3 separate regions of the Sus scrofa genome follow, and regions 1 and 2 are each linked to region 3. A link is a contact called in public Hi-C and HiChIP or PLAC-seq data. All regions are on one chromosome and are shown on one strand. Each heading gives the region's core, a stretch centred on a gene start, on an enhancer-like site or on the middle of the called end of the contact. The rest is flanking DNA. Distances are from core to core; before and after follow the strand shown.

Evidence for each region. Hi-C and Micro-C count contacts between places; a contact is called where the count stands out from the background. HiChIP or PLAC-seq counts read pairs in DNA pulled down with a chosen protein or histone mark.
Region 1: a contact with region 3 is called in a Hi-C map of embryonic fibroblasts, with 2.5 times the contacts expected there. The contact joins the enhancer-like site here to the promoter of PSMD9 in region 3. A contact is called at or near these places in 2 of 5 promoter capture datasets (fetal skeletal muscle and liver), 3 of 47 Hi-C or Micro-C datasets (embryonic fibroblasts and heart right ventricle) and 1 of 2 datasets of contacts at active chromatin or transcription factors (alveolar macrophages).
Region 2: an H3K27ac HiChIP or PLAC-seq map of alveolar macrophages shows a contact between it and region 3. The contact joins the promoter of ORAI1 here to the promoter of PSMD9 in region 3. A contact is called at or near these places in 1 of 47 Hi-C or Micro-C datasets (heart right ventricle) and 1 of 2 datasets of contacts at active chromatin or transcription factors (alveolar macrophages).

What each region holds. Positions count from the first base shown.
Region 1 is chr14:30,975,042-30,978,885 of Sscrofa11.1, reverse strand. No RefSeq gene overlaps it. Among named protein-coding and RNA genes, the nearest start is that of MORN3, 15 kb to the left of the region's middle. Within about 2 kb of position 1,260, at least 57 of the 83 cell types and tissues checked have an H3K27ac peak or open chromatin away from gene starts, as enhancers often do. A contact at or near this core is called in alveolar macrophages, embryonic fibroblasts and fetal skeletal muscle, where this site is marked.
Region 2 is chr14:31,026,392-31,030,179 of Sscrofa11.1, reverse strand. It overlaps ORAI1 (ORAI calcium release-activated calcium modulator 1), which reads left to right and starts at 2,172. Exons shown (of 2, transcript NM_001173519.1): 1 at 2,172-2,495. The coding sequence starts at 2,187.
Region 3 is chr14:30,819,426-30,823,819 of Sscrofa11.1, reverse strand. PSMD9 (26S proteasome non-ATPase regulatory subunit 9) reads left to right here and starts at 1,685. Exons shown (of 6, transcript XM_003132874.5): 1 at 1,685-1,952. The coding sequence starts at 1,815.

The DNA.
Region 1 (3,844 bases), core at 11-2,510, 160 kb before region 3:
TTAATCCCTGGCCTTGACCACTGGGTTAAGGATCTGGCATTGCCATGAGCTGTGGTGTAGATCGCAGACACTGCTCGGATCTAATGTTGCAAGATCCTCGGACCTTGTGTTTTGCGGCTGGGGTGTAGGCCAGCGGCTGCAGCTGGCCTGGGAATCTCCAAATGCCACAGACGAGGCCTAAAACAAACAAACAAAATGCAAATGCTTACATTCACAAAAGTTATGCAAGACACAGAGCAAAAGAGCAAAGAAATGGATTCAGTCTCAGACCTCTTGATCCAGGAAGACCTGCTCAGAACACTGCATCTCCTCCTATTTTGGAGAAGAGCATCAAAAGTAGTAAATGATACAAGTGGGGCCAAGAGAAGAACTTTACTCAAAAATATACATATTGGAGTTACCGTTGTGGCGCAGCAGAAACGAATCCGACTACTAATCATGAGGTTGTGGTTTTTTTTTTTTTTTTTGTCTTTTGTCTTTTTTGTCTTTTGTTGTTGTTGTTGTTGTTGCTATTTCTTGGGCCGCTCCCGCGGCATATGGAGGTTCCCAGGCTAGGGGTTGAATCGGAGCTGTAGCCACCGGCCTACGCCAGAGCCACAGCAACGCGGGATCCGAGCCGCGTCTGCAACTCACACCACAGCTCACGGCAACGCCGGATCATTAACCCACTGAGCAAGGGCAGGGACCGAACCCGCAACCTCATGGTTCCTAGTCGGATTCGTTAACCACTGCGCCACGACGGGAACTCCAGGTTGTGGTTTTGATCCCTAGTCTCGCTCAGTGGATTAGGGATCCTGCATTGCCATGAACTGTGGTGGAGGTCGCAGATTGGCTTGGATCCCGAGTTGCTGTGGCTGTGGCGTAGGGCTGCAGCTACAGCTCCTATCCACTCCCAGCTTGGGAACCTCCATATGCCATGGGTGTGGCACTAAAAAAAAAAAAAATTAACGTAATTATTACCAAGGGAAAACTGAAAAATGCACATAAAGTACAATGTAAGCTGGGCCTGGCACACTGTAGGCTCTCAATAAATACTTAATTAAAAAAAAAAAAAAAAAGCAAGTTGGCGAAAAGGGGCTCCCCAGCCCTTTAAATGTCAAAGGGGGGTAAACCCGAGAGAAAGGAGGCGGGCTAAGGAGCTGACGTAAGAAGCTGCTTGCCTTATTTAAATGAGCATGCGTAGAGGCTTACCTTTGGTCTAGGCCACGCTCCTGCACTCAGTGCGCGTGCGTAGCCTGAACCTTTAGGAGACGTTTGGCTCCGCCCGCCTATTTAGATGGGCGGAGACAGTCGCGTGAGTTCCTTGGACCTACATTCTCCCGCGCAATTAACCAGCCCTGCCCCCTCGTGCACATGCGCATACTTCAGCACTCGACCTGAAGGTTGGGGAGTTGCGCCTGCGTCGTGGTTGTCTCTGCCGGAAGTGGGCGGGATGGTGTTCCCAAGCCAAAGGGCGGAGGGAGAAAATGCGGTAAAGGCAAGTGTAGCTGAGTGGAAAGCAGTATTTGGGGACTGTCCCTAATACCCTGCTGCAGAGCCAAGAGGTGATCACAGGGAACTTAATTTTCGATTTTAAAAAGGTTTTACAAGATTATTCTTTTATGTGTGTCTTAAGTAAAGTTTTTAGGGAAAAAGAGGAGTTCCCTAAGTTTTTTTTTTTGCCCCGTGAATTCTTATATTTCTAAAAAAACTTCAGGACTTTCAATGTCCAGGTTGAAAACAAGTGTTACTAAAAAAAAATAGAGTACAGAGTCTCACACACAGAAAGGTATGACCTAGTGAGAAATCTTAGGAAATATATATTTTTTTAATAATTTATTTTTTGTCTTTTTAGGGCCGCACCCACGGCATATGGAGGTTCCCAGGCTAGGGGTCCAATTGGAGCTACGGCTCCCAATCTACACCACAGCCACAGCAACTTGGGATCCGAGTCATATCTGCAGCCTACCCCACAGCTTACTGTAATGCCAGATCCTTAACCCACTGAGTGAGGCCAAGGATTGAACCTGAAACCTCATGGTTCCTAGTCTGATTCATTTCTGCTGTGCCACAACAGGAACTCCTTAGACAGGAAATCTTTAGGAAAATATGTTGAATAAGAGCCAAAAAAGAAACAAGTCTGCCTAGAGGCAAATGTGATTTTGTGATGTAAAATTATAGATGTTTTGAAAGTCCCATGTGTCACTTCACCAACTTAATTCCGTAGATACATGTGGAAAACATGTTATCTTTTTTGTATGTACACTGTGCTGGATGCTGGAGATTCAAAGGTGAATAAGATTCAACCCCTGCCCTTGATGAAATCACACTCGGGAAGGACTGCAGGGTTCAGGCATAGGAGTAACCTGGGTAAGTTCTTGGAGGTAGACGGGATGGTGTAAAGTGAGTACAGAGACTCTTTTTAGGGCCATACCCATGGCATATATACGTTCCCAGGCTAGGGGTTGAATCTGAGCTGTAGTCGCCAGCCTACGCTATAGCTACAGCAACGCCAGATCCAAGCTGCGTCTGCGACCTACACCACAGGTCACAGCAATGCCGGATCTGTAACCCACTGAGCGAGGCCTTGGATCGAACCCGCCATCTGGTTCCTAGCTGGATTCGTTTCCACTGCGCCACCACGAGAACTCCCATTGTGTCCATTTTTTAGATTCCGCATGTAAGTGATAGCATTTGATGTTGGTGTCTCATTGTCTGACTGACTTCACTTAGCATGATAATTTCTATGTCCATCCATGTTGCTAAAAATGCCGGTATTTTGTTCCTTTAAATGGCTAATATTCCATAGTGTATATGTACCACATCTTCTTTAGCCACTCCTCTGTCGATGGACATTTAGGTTGTTTCTATGTCTTGGCTATTGTATATAGCGCTGCAATGAATATTGGAGTACATTTGTCTTTTCGAGTCATGGTTTTCTCTGAATAGATGCCCAGGAATGGGATTGCTGGATCAAATAGTAATTCTATTTTGAGTTTTCTGAGGAATCTCCATACTGTTTTCCGCAGTGGTTGCACCAATTTATATTTGCACCAACAGTGTGATAGGGTTCCTTTTTCTCCACACACTCTCCAGCACTTGCTGTTTTTAGATTTTTTAATCGTGGCCATTCTGGCTGGTGTAAGATGGTACCTCATAGTGGTTTTGATTTGCATTTCTCTCCTAATGAGTGATGTTGAACATCTTTTCATGTGTTTCTTGGCAATCTGTATGTCTTCTTTGGAGAACTGTCTGTTTAGATCTTCTGCCCATATTTTGATGGGTCGTTGGTTTTTTTGGTATCGAGCTACAGAAGGTGTTTATAAATTTTGGAGATTAATCCGTCAGTCGCTTCACTTGCAAATATTTTCTCCCATTATGTAGGTTGTCTTTTCGTTTTGTTTAGGGTTTCCTTTGCTATGCAGAAACTTTTAAGTTTAGTTAAGTCCCGTTTGTTTATTTTTATTTAAAATTTTTTTTTTAATTTAATTTTATTTTTTTGTCTCTTTCTAGGGCCGAACCCAAGGCATACAGAGGTTTCCAGGCTAGGGGTCTAATCGGAGCTGTAGCCACTGGCCTACGTATGCCACAGCCACAGCAACGCGGGATCCGAGCCGCATCTGCGACCTACACCACAGCTCAGGGCAACGCCGGATCCTTAACCCACTGAGCAAGGTCTGGGATCCAACCCGCAACCTCATGGTTCCTAGTCGGATTCATTAACCATTGAGCCATGAAGGGAACTCCATTTTTTTTTTTAATTGTCATTATTCTAGGAGGTGGATCTGAGAAGATGTTGCTGAGACTGTCTTGATTAAAATAGAATGGGGATTTCCTGTCGTGGCGCAGTGGTTAACGAATCTGA
Region 2 (3,788 bases), core at 923-3,422, 210 kb before region 3:
CCAAAGAAACAAGCTCAGTGGGGTGAGATTTCAAATGTCAAGTCTTCATAAAAACAGGCCTCTGAGAGAACCCCAGAGACTTTCGGGGCGGGGGTTCAGTTTTATCGCATAATGTGGGTGAGTGGAGGGACGCCCTCTGGTGGTGACAAGACTTAAATTTCACACGGCGGACCTGGAAGCCGCATGCCTGTGACTTGATTCTGGGCTAATTGAGTTTCACTCATTCCTGTCTCTCCCACACTTATTCATTCAACAGATATTTACTGAGCAGTGTGCCAAGCAATACTCCAGAGTTGTGAAACCAGCAGTGAAGGTCCGTGCGTTCCTAGAGCTGATACCTTAGGGAAATCGCTGTTTTCTTCTGCCCCTGGAGAGCAGATGCCCTCTTCTTCGTTTTGCTGGTTCAGGTCTCAGCTCAAAAGTAACCAAATCAGGCATAGCAAAAACCACTTCAACTAGGAACCATGTAGTCGCGTGTTTGATACCTGGCCTCGCTCAGTAGGTTGAGGATCTGGTGTTGCTGTGAGCTGTGGTGTAGGTCTCGCAGATGTGGCTCAGATCCTGCGTTGCTGTGGCATAGGCCAGCAGCCCTAGCTCTGATTCAACCCCTAGCCTGGGAACCTCCATATGCTATGGGTGTAGCCCTAAAAAGAAAAAAAAAGTGACCAAATCAGAAAGATGTGAACTTATTTTGTTGATTGCCTGTTCTTTTCACTAAAATATACGATTCCATGAAAGTTACCATTTTCTTGGAATACCTCAGCCTGGTGCACAGTACATTTATTGGATAGGTGTATTAACCGGTACCGTGGCTTTTGTTCCAGACGCTGGTGAATTGTAAGTGAACGAATTGGACAAAACAGACCAAAATACTTAACCTAAAATATAAAAAGGCCTCGGAGTTCCGGAGTTCCCGTTATGGCGCAGTGGTTAACAAATCCGACTAGGAACCATGAGGTTGCGGGTTCGGTCCCTGCCCTTGCTCAGTGGGTTAACGATCCGGCATTGCCTTGAGCTGTGGTGTAGGTTGCATTCGCGGCTTGGATCCTGCGTTGCTGTGGCCCTGGCGTAGTCTGGCGGCTACAGCTCCGATGAGACCCCTAGCCTGGGAACTTCCATATGCCGCGGGAGCGGCCCAAAGAAATAGCAAAAAGACAAAAAAAAAAAAAAAAAAAAAAAGGCCTTGGAGTTCCCTGGAGCCTCAGGTGGTTAAGGATCCAGAGTTGTCACTGCCCTGCTCAGGTTCAATAACTGCCTCCTCCTCAACTTACACATGCTGAAAGCGAAGCAGAAAAAAAAAGGCGCTTCTAAGTTTTTCAAATTAAAATCGTAGCCCTGCACTACCCATGTTCCTTTTCCCTGCTTTATTTTTTCTATACATCTGTCACCTTCTAAACGATTATAATTTACTCAGTGTTTGCACCGCTCCTCCACTAAAATGTAAGCTCCATGTAGCGGGCAGGAGATTTTGTCCATCTTTTTCACCAACCTAGCCTCAGTGCCTAGAGCAGTGTTGGCACCCAGTAGGTGCTCAATAAATACAGAATTAACTTTAGATCACAGCCGCTCTTTCTCCTGCAGGTCTTGAGTCACCTTGTTCCAAGGGGGAAGGAAATTAGCTTCAGCAGGCGCCCAGAGGTGACCTCAGGTGGCCCGACCCAGCAGTCGGAGCTCCGAGAGAAGGGCCATTGGAGCAGCTGTGGAGATGGGAGGCGCTCGGAGAGGCCCCGGGGGCTGGGGTGCTTCCAGGAAGAGAGGCGGGTGCAGTCAGCGCGGGCATAGGACTGTGGGTGGTGCTGTCGGAACAGAGAAGTCACGTGACTCGCGTTGCTCGCCCCCCCCACGCTTCCTCCTGGGCGGGGCTTGAGTGGGCAGGACGCATGCAAATAAGCCAGGGGCGGCAGCCAATCCTGGAGCGCGCCGAGGGGCCCTGGGATCCTGGACGCTGGCTCACGCGCAAGCTCTCGTCTCTGCCGCCCCCGGCTTTTGCCAGCGGCGAGACGGCCCTGAGAGCTGGATCTGTAGTCGCTTCCTCGACCTCCTTGTTTTCCGCGGCCGGCCGGTTGAGGCCGGACCCGCGCGGGGGGCAGGCGGCGGCTGCTTCAGCAGAGGCGGAGGTGCGGCGGGGGCGGGGGCCGCTGCCCTCGGAGGCGCCCGGGCCGGCCCGCGCCTTTGCAGCGTGCTCCATGCATCCGGAGCCCGCCCCGCCTCCGAGCAGCAACAGCCCTGAGCTTCCCCTCAGCGGCGGCAGCACCACCAGCGGCAGCCGCCGGAGCCGCCGCCACAGCGGGGACGGGGAGCCCCCGGGGTCGCCGCCGCCGCCGCCGCCGCCGCCCGCGGTCACCTACCCGGACTGGATCGGCCAGAGTTACTCCGAGGTGATGAGCCTCAACGAGCACTCGATGCAAGCGCTGTCTTGGCGCAAGCTCTACTTGAGCCGCGCCAAGCTCAAAGCCTCCAGCCGGACCTCAGCTCTGCTCTCCGGCTTCGCCATGGTGAGCTCGGGCAGCCTGCCCTGCCCTGCCCCCTTTCACGTCCTGGCCACTGCCACTCGCAGCCCCGACGGGACCCGTGGGGGATCTAGCTGAGCGAGCTGGGGTTGAAAGGGAAGAGCTGGGAGAAAGCTGCCGTGGACGCGGGAGGGGGCCAGAGGTGCTGGACGTGAGGAAAGAGGGGCGATCATTGACACCCGATGTGGGAGATTGGGTGTCTTACTATGTGCAGGGTTGGAGGGCTCAGGTGCCTTCAGGTGGACCAGCTTGATGCAGCTTGGTCCTCGACGTAGATCTGTCTGTAAGAAGACAGTCCCACATATGTTCTGGGGGCAAGGAAAGTCATGAGCGGTCTGATCTCTTTGAGAACAGGTGGCAGGAGGTTGGGAGAAGGACCCCCGAGTGTCTCCCTTGTGCCCCCACATTTGAGGCTAGCAGGAATTTGCCAGGTTCTTTGATTACCTAGTAGAGGGGATTTCCTCACAGCCTTGCTCCTGCTGCGTTTTCCGAGAGCCTCAGCCCAGGGGGGTTGACAAACACTCCCCACCCGCAGTTTCTTCTTCAGAAACTTGCCACTGAGTCACTGGGTGTGGGGGAGGAGCATGGGACATGTTCCCGTTGAATGGGCTCGTTCTTGATTTAGGGGGTAGGCCTAGTGTCCTCTGCCAGGGCGGGCTGGATTGGAGTGAGAACTAGCCTTGAAGGTGGGATGGGTGAGGCTGAGGTTGGGCTGAGAAGTGACCCCGTGGATGCCCTCAGGCCAGGAATCTTGGCGTCTACCCAGGCAGGGAGCTAGAAAACAATTCATGGTTCTCGCCTTCAGTGACATCAGCCCGCCTGAATGGGGTCTGCCCCCACCCCAAGATCTCTAGCCCACAGCACTCCTGCCTCACCCATGAGTGAGCTAAGCTTTTGGCCTTGAAGGAGGGAGTGGCTGCACCCTTGTGTTTTCTTGGGAAGGCGTTGTGTCTGGTACTCTCCCAGAGTCTCACAAACAAGTGGGTGATGCACAATGCACAGGAACAAGAAATTTTTGGAGGCCCTAAGCAGGCCCTCAGCACCCCAGGCCTCAGTGGAAAAGCCAGAGGATTGAGGGAGGGAACGAGCTCTGCCCCTTGCTGTCCCCTTGATCTCAGACTGATTCCTCTGTGGGCCTTGATTTCTGAATTGTAAAATGAAGGCTGCTACTCAGAAGTTTCTCAGACTAGCAGTAGCTGAGGGAGCCCTTGAGAGAGGGTGTGTGTGTAAGGGAGTGGCACTCTAGTTTTTAGTTTAGGTCCATATGACAGGATTCTG
Region 3 (4,394 bases), core at 436-2,935:
ATCCCACGTTGCTGTGGCTCTGGCGTAGGCCGGTGGCTACAGCTCCGATTCGACCCCTAGCCTGGGAACCTCCATATGCTGTGGGAGTGGCCCAAAGAAATAGCAGAAAGACAAAAAAAAAAAAATTCAATCAAGGATCATGCATTGCATTTATTTATTGTGTCTTTTTGTTTCTTTTTTTTTGGTGTCAATGTTAGAAATTTTAGTTTATATAAAAGAGATAATTGAACAAAATATAAGAGGCCTAATGTAATCAGTGCTATTTTTTTGTGTGTGTAAAGATTATTTTAGCAACTTTTTATTTTGAAATAATTTCAAATTTACAGAAAAGTTGCAATGATAGTACAAAGAATGTTCCTCTATGTTTCACCCGGAGACACCAATTATTTACACTGTCATATTTACATTTTCATTCTCTTGTCTGCAAATATATGTATGGACTTTTTTCCAAACCATTTGAAAGTAAGTTGCTTCTTTTGCCCCTAAATACTACAGAGGTCATTCTAAGGACATCATCTTAAATAACTACAGGTATCAAAATCAGGAAATTTAACTTTGGTACTATATTATCCATATTCAAATTTCCCCAGTTGTCCCAAAGATGTCTTTTATAGTTTGTTTTTTTTTTTTGAGGGAACCAGGATCCAATCAAGGATCACATGTTGCATTTAATTAGTTAATTGTTATGTCTCTTTAGTCTTTTGTTTTGTTTTTTGTGAACAATGGCATTCAGAAGTTCCTGGGCAAGGGATAAAACCCGAGCTACAGCAGTGACAACACTGGATCCTTAACCCATTGAGCCACCAGGGAACTCCTCTTTAGTCTTTAATCTAGGCAATTGCCTAACTTCTGTGTGGAAATTTCACAATAACGACCTTTTTGAAGAGCTTAGGTCAGTTGTTTGGAATGTCTCTCAAATTGGGTTTGTCTGTTTTTCATGATTGGATTCAGGACAAACATGTTTGACTGCTACATAGTGATGCTGTGTCCTATTCAGGGCAACATATTAGGAGGCACATGTTAAGATGTCACCGTTTGGGAGTTCCCGTCGTGGCGCAGTGGTTAACGAATCCGACTAGGAACCATGAGGTTGCGGGTTCGGTCCCTGGCCTTGCTCAGTGGGTTAAGGATCCAGCATTGCCGTGAGCTGTGGTGTAGGTTGCAGACGCGGCTCGGATCCCGCGTTGCTGTGGCTCTGGCGTAGGCCAGTGGCTACAGCTCTGATTAGACCCCTAGCCTGGGAACCTCCATATGCTGCGGGAGCGGCCAAAGAAATAGCAACAACAACAACAAAAGACAAAAAAAAAAAAAAAAAAAAAAAAAAGATGTCACCGTTTGATTAAGCTGGGTTCAAATTTGGGCTGCTTATTTTGCTAGTTGGGCAAGTGGGTTATTGAGATAGTTTTTTCAGCTGTCAAATGAGGGTAATAATAATAATCCTGGTTTTATGAGTTTGTTGATTAATACATATGGACAGTGTGTGATGCATTATGAGTATTTGATAAATTATTATTATTATTGTAGCACCTGCAGCATCTGTAAGTCCTGGGGCTAGGGGCTGAATTGGAGCTGCAGCTGCTGACATATACCACAGCCACCAGTCATACCCACACTCCACTAGTCACCACAGTACCAAGTGTTCCAGCAGGGTGTGGCTTCCGGTGGCACCGCCCTCTGACAAGCCACGCCCCTCTTTTCCTGGCGCCTGCGAATGGCGGTGGTGTTTTGGCCCGCCGGTGGAGCCGTAGCTACAGTCTCCTCGGGCGTTCGCAGCCGGAAAACCGGCTGTCCAGGATCCCGGACCGAGGTCCACAATGTCGGAGCAGGAGGCTAGGCAGAGCGGAGGTTCCCCGGAGGCCAGCGGGGTGACTGTAAGCGACATTCAGGCGCTGATACGGCGCAAGGAGGAGATCGAGGCGCAGATCAAAGCCAATTATGACGTGCTGGAGAGCGTGAGTGTGGGCACGGGGCTCCCGGGCGGGCGTGGGAGCCGCCCCAAGGCCTCCTGACGCGGTCCTGGGAACTGGGAGGCCTGGGAGGCCTGGGAGCTCAAGCGGTCGGTCCCTGCTTGAGCTCTCATGTGTGGATCTGGTTCTGCTTGGGAGGCTCAAGGCGCTGCAAGTGCGGCCTCTGTCGGTAGCAGGCAGTGAGGCAAATAACGTGAATAACTGGGACAATTAGTATTGACGTTCTAGCAAGCATTTATGGAGCCCTTGCTGGGTTCTGGGCGCTGTGTTAAGCGCTAAACATTGGTTAACTCGTTTAGTCCTCCCAGCGATCCTTTGGAAGGCAGCTGTGCTCACCACTATACCACCAACGCCACTGCCAACAATCCTTTGAAATGTGTTCTGCTGTTTACCCCATTTTAGGGTTGGGGAAACAGAGGCATTTCTTAAACCTGCCTCAGGTCACAGAGCTAATTAGTTTGCACAGGCAAGGTGATAATCACCTCTATCAGCCCTTGTTGTGTCCTGAGCTTTTTTAATCACTTTATGTTGGAGCTTCTTAAACTTTAATGTGTGTACGAATTACCTGGAGACATTGTTAAAATTCCGATTCTAATGGGGAGACAGTGTGCGGAAGCAGCTATGCATTTTTAGCAAATTCCCAGTGATGCTAACGGCGCTGGTCTCATGACAGAGCTTTGAGCGACAGGAAGTTCTCGTTATCCTTATGGTATAAGGAGGAAAGTGAGGCCTAGAGTCATGCATGTAGGAAGTGGCAGTGGTGAGGCTAGTTCCCAGGTCTCTCTGGCTCCAAAGCCACTTAATGTAAAACCACAAATCAGTTTGCAGAGGAAGAATAAATTAATCACATCTTATAAGGGGCAAATGGAATGCATTTTAGGTGATGGGAGTAAGGTGAAGTATCATATGGAGGCTGGGGTACTGTATGCTGAGTATTTACCTGAAGGGTGCTGGTTTATGTGTTATGTCATGGAATCCTCTCAGCTACTTTGTGAAGTTGGTATGTTACCCTTAGGCTCAGAAAGGGGAAGTCACTTGCTCAAATTCACAAAGTGGGATTCAGATCTGATGCTTATTGAATCCAGAATCAGTGCTTTTAAGTTGTGCCAGCAATTTCTCACACCTTAGATATTTTTTTTTACTTCAGGTGTATCTGTAAACCACCTGTACTATTATTCCCTTGATATTTTTCTTTGAGTTGACCCACCTTTTTTTTTTCCCTCAGGGGCCAGGGATTAGATCTGAACCACAGTTGCAAAGTAAGTCGCACCTGTGACAATGCCAGAACGTTCCACTGTGCCGGGCCTTGGATTGAACCTGTGCCCTAGCACTCCCAAGTGTGCCACAGTGGGAACTCCAAGTTGACTCTTTTTTTTAAAGATCATATGTCAGATTGTGGCATTGTGTGCTTTTTTTGTTTGATTTTTTTTTTTTTTCCCTTTTGGTTTTTAGGGCCACACCCGAGGCATATGGAAGTTCCCAGACTCTGGACTGAATCAGAGCTATAGCTGCCAGCCTATACCACAGCCACAGCAACTTGGGATCTGAGCTGTGTCTTCTACCTACACCACAGCTCATGGCAACGCTGAATCCCCGACCCACTGAATAAGGCCAGGGATTGAACCTACATCCCCATGGATCCTAGTTGGGTTCGTTTCTGCTGAGCCAGAACGGAACTCTCTGACCCTCCTTTTTTTTTTTTGGTCTTTTTGTCTTTTCTAGGGCCGCACCCTCGGCATATGGAGATTCCCAGGCTAGGGGTCTAATTGGAGCTGTAGGTGCCAGCCTATGCCATAGCCACAGCAATGCAGGATCCGAGCTGTGTCTGAGACCTACACCACACACAGCTCATGGCAACGCCGGATCCTTAACCCACTGAGCAAGGCCAGGAATCGAACCCACAATCTCATGGTTCCTAGGTGAATCCGTTAACCACTGAGCCACGATGGGAACTCCTGACCCACTTTTTTACTTAGATAATTTTATTTTAAAAGGAAATTTTGCAACTCAACAGCATATAAAAAAATGAGAATCTCTTCTCTTAAACATAAGGTGAAAGTGTATATCAAGGTGATCCATCCAAATATCTGTCAACTGATGAATAAATAAATAAAATGTGGTCTAACCATACAGTGGGATATTATTCAGTAAAAAGGAATGAAGTGCTAACACATGTTGCAGTGTGCATGAACCGTGAACATTTTGCTAAGCAGAAGAAGTTCATCACAAAAGACTACATATTTTGTGATTCCATTGATTGATTGACTGTGCCCGAGGCATGTATGTGCAAGTTCCTGGGCCAGGGATGGAATAAGAGCCACAACAGTGACAGTGCTGGATCCTTAAACTTTCTAGACCACCAGGGAACTCCTGTGATTCCATTTTTTTTTTTTTTTTTTTTGGTCTTTTTAGGGCTGCACCCATGGC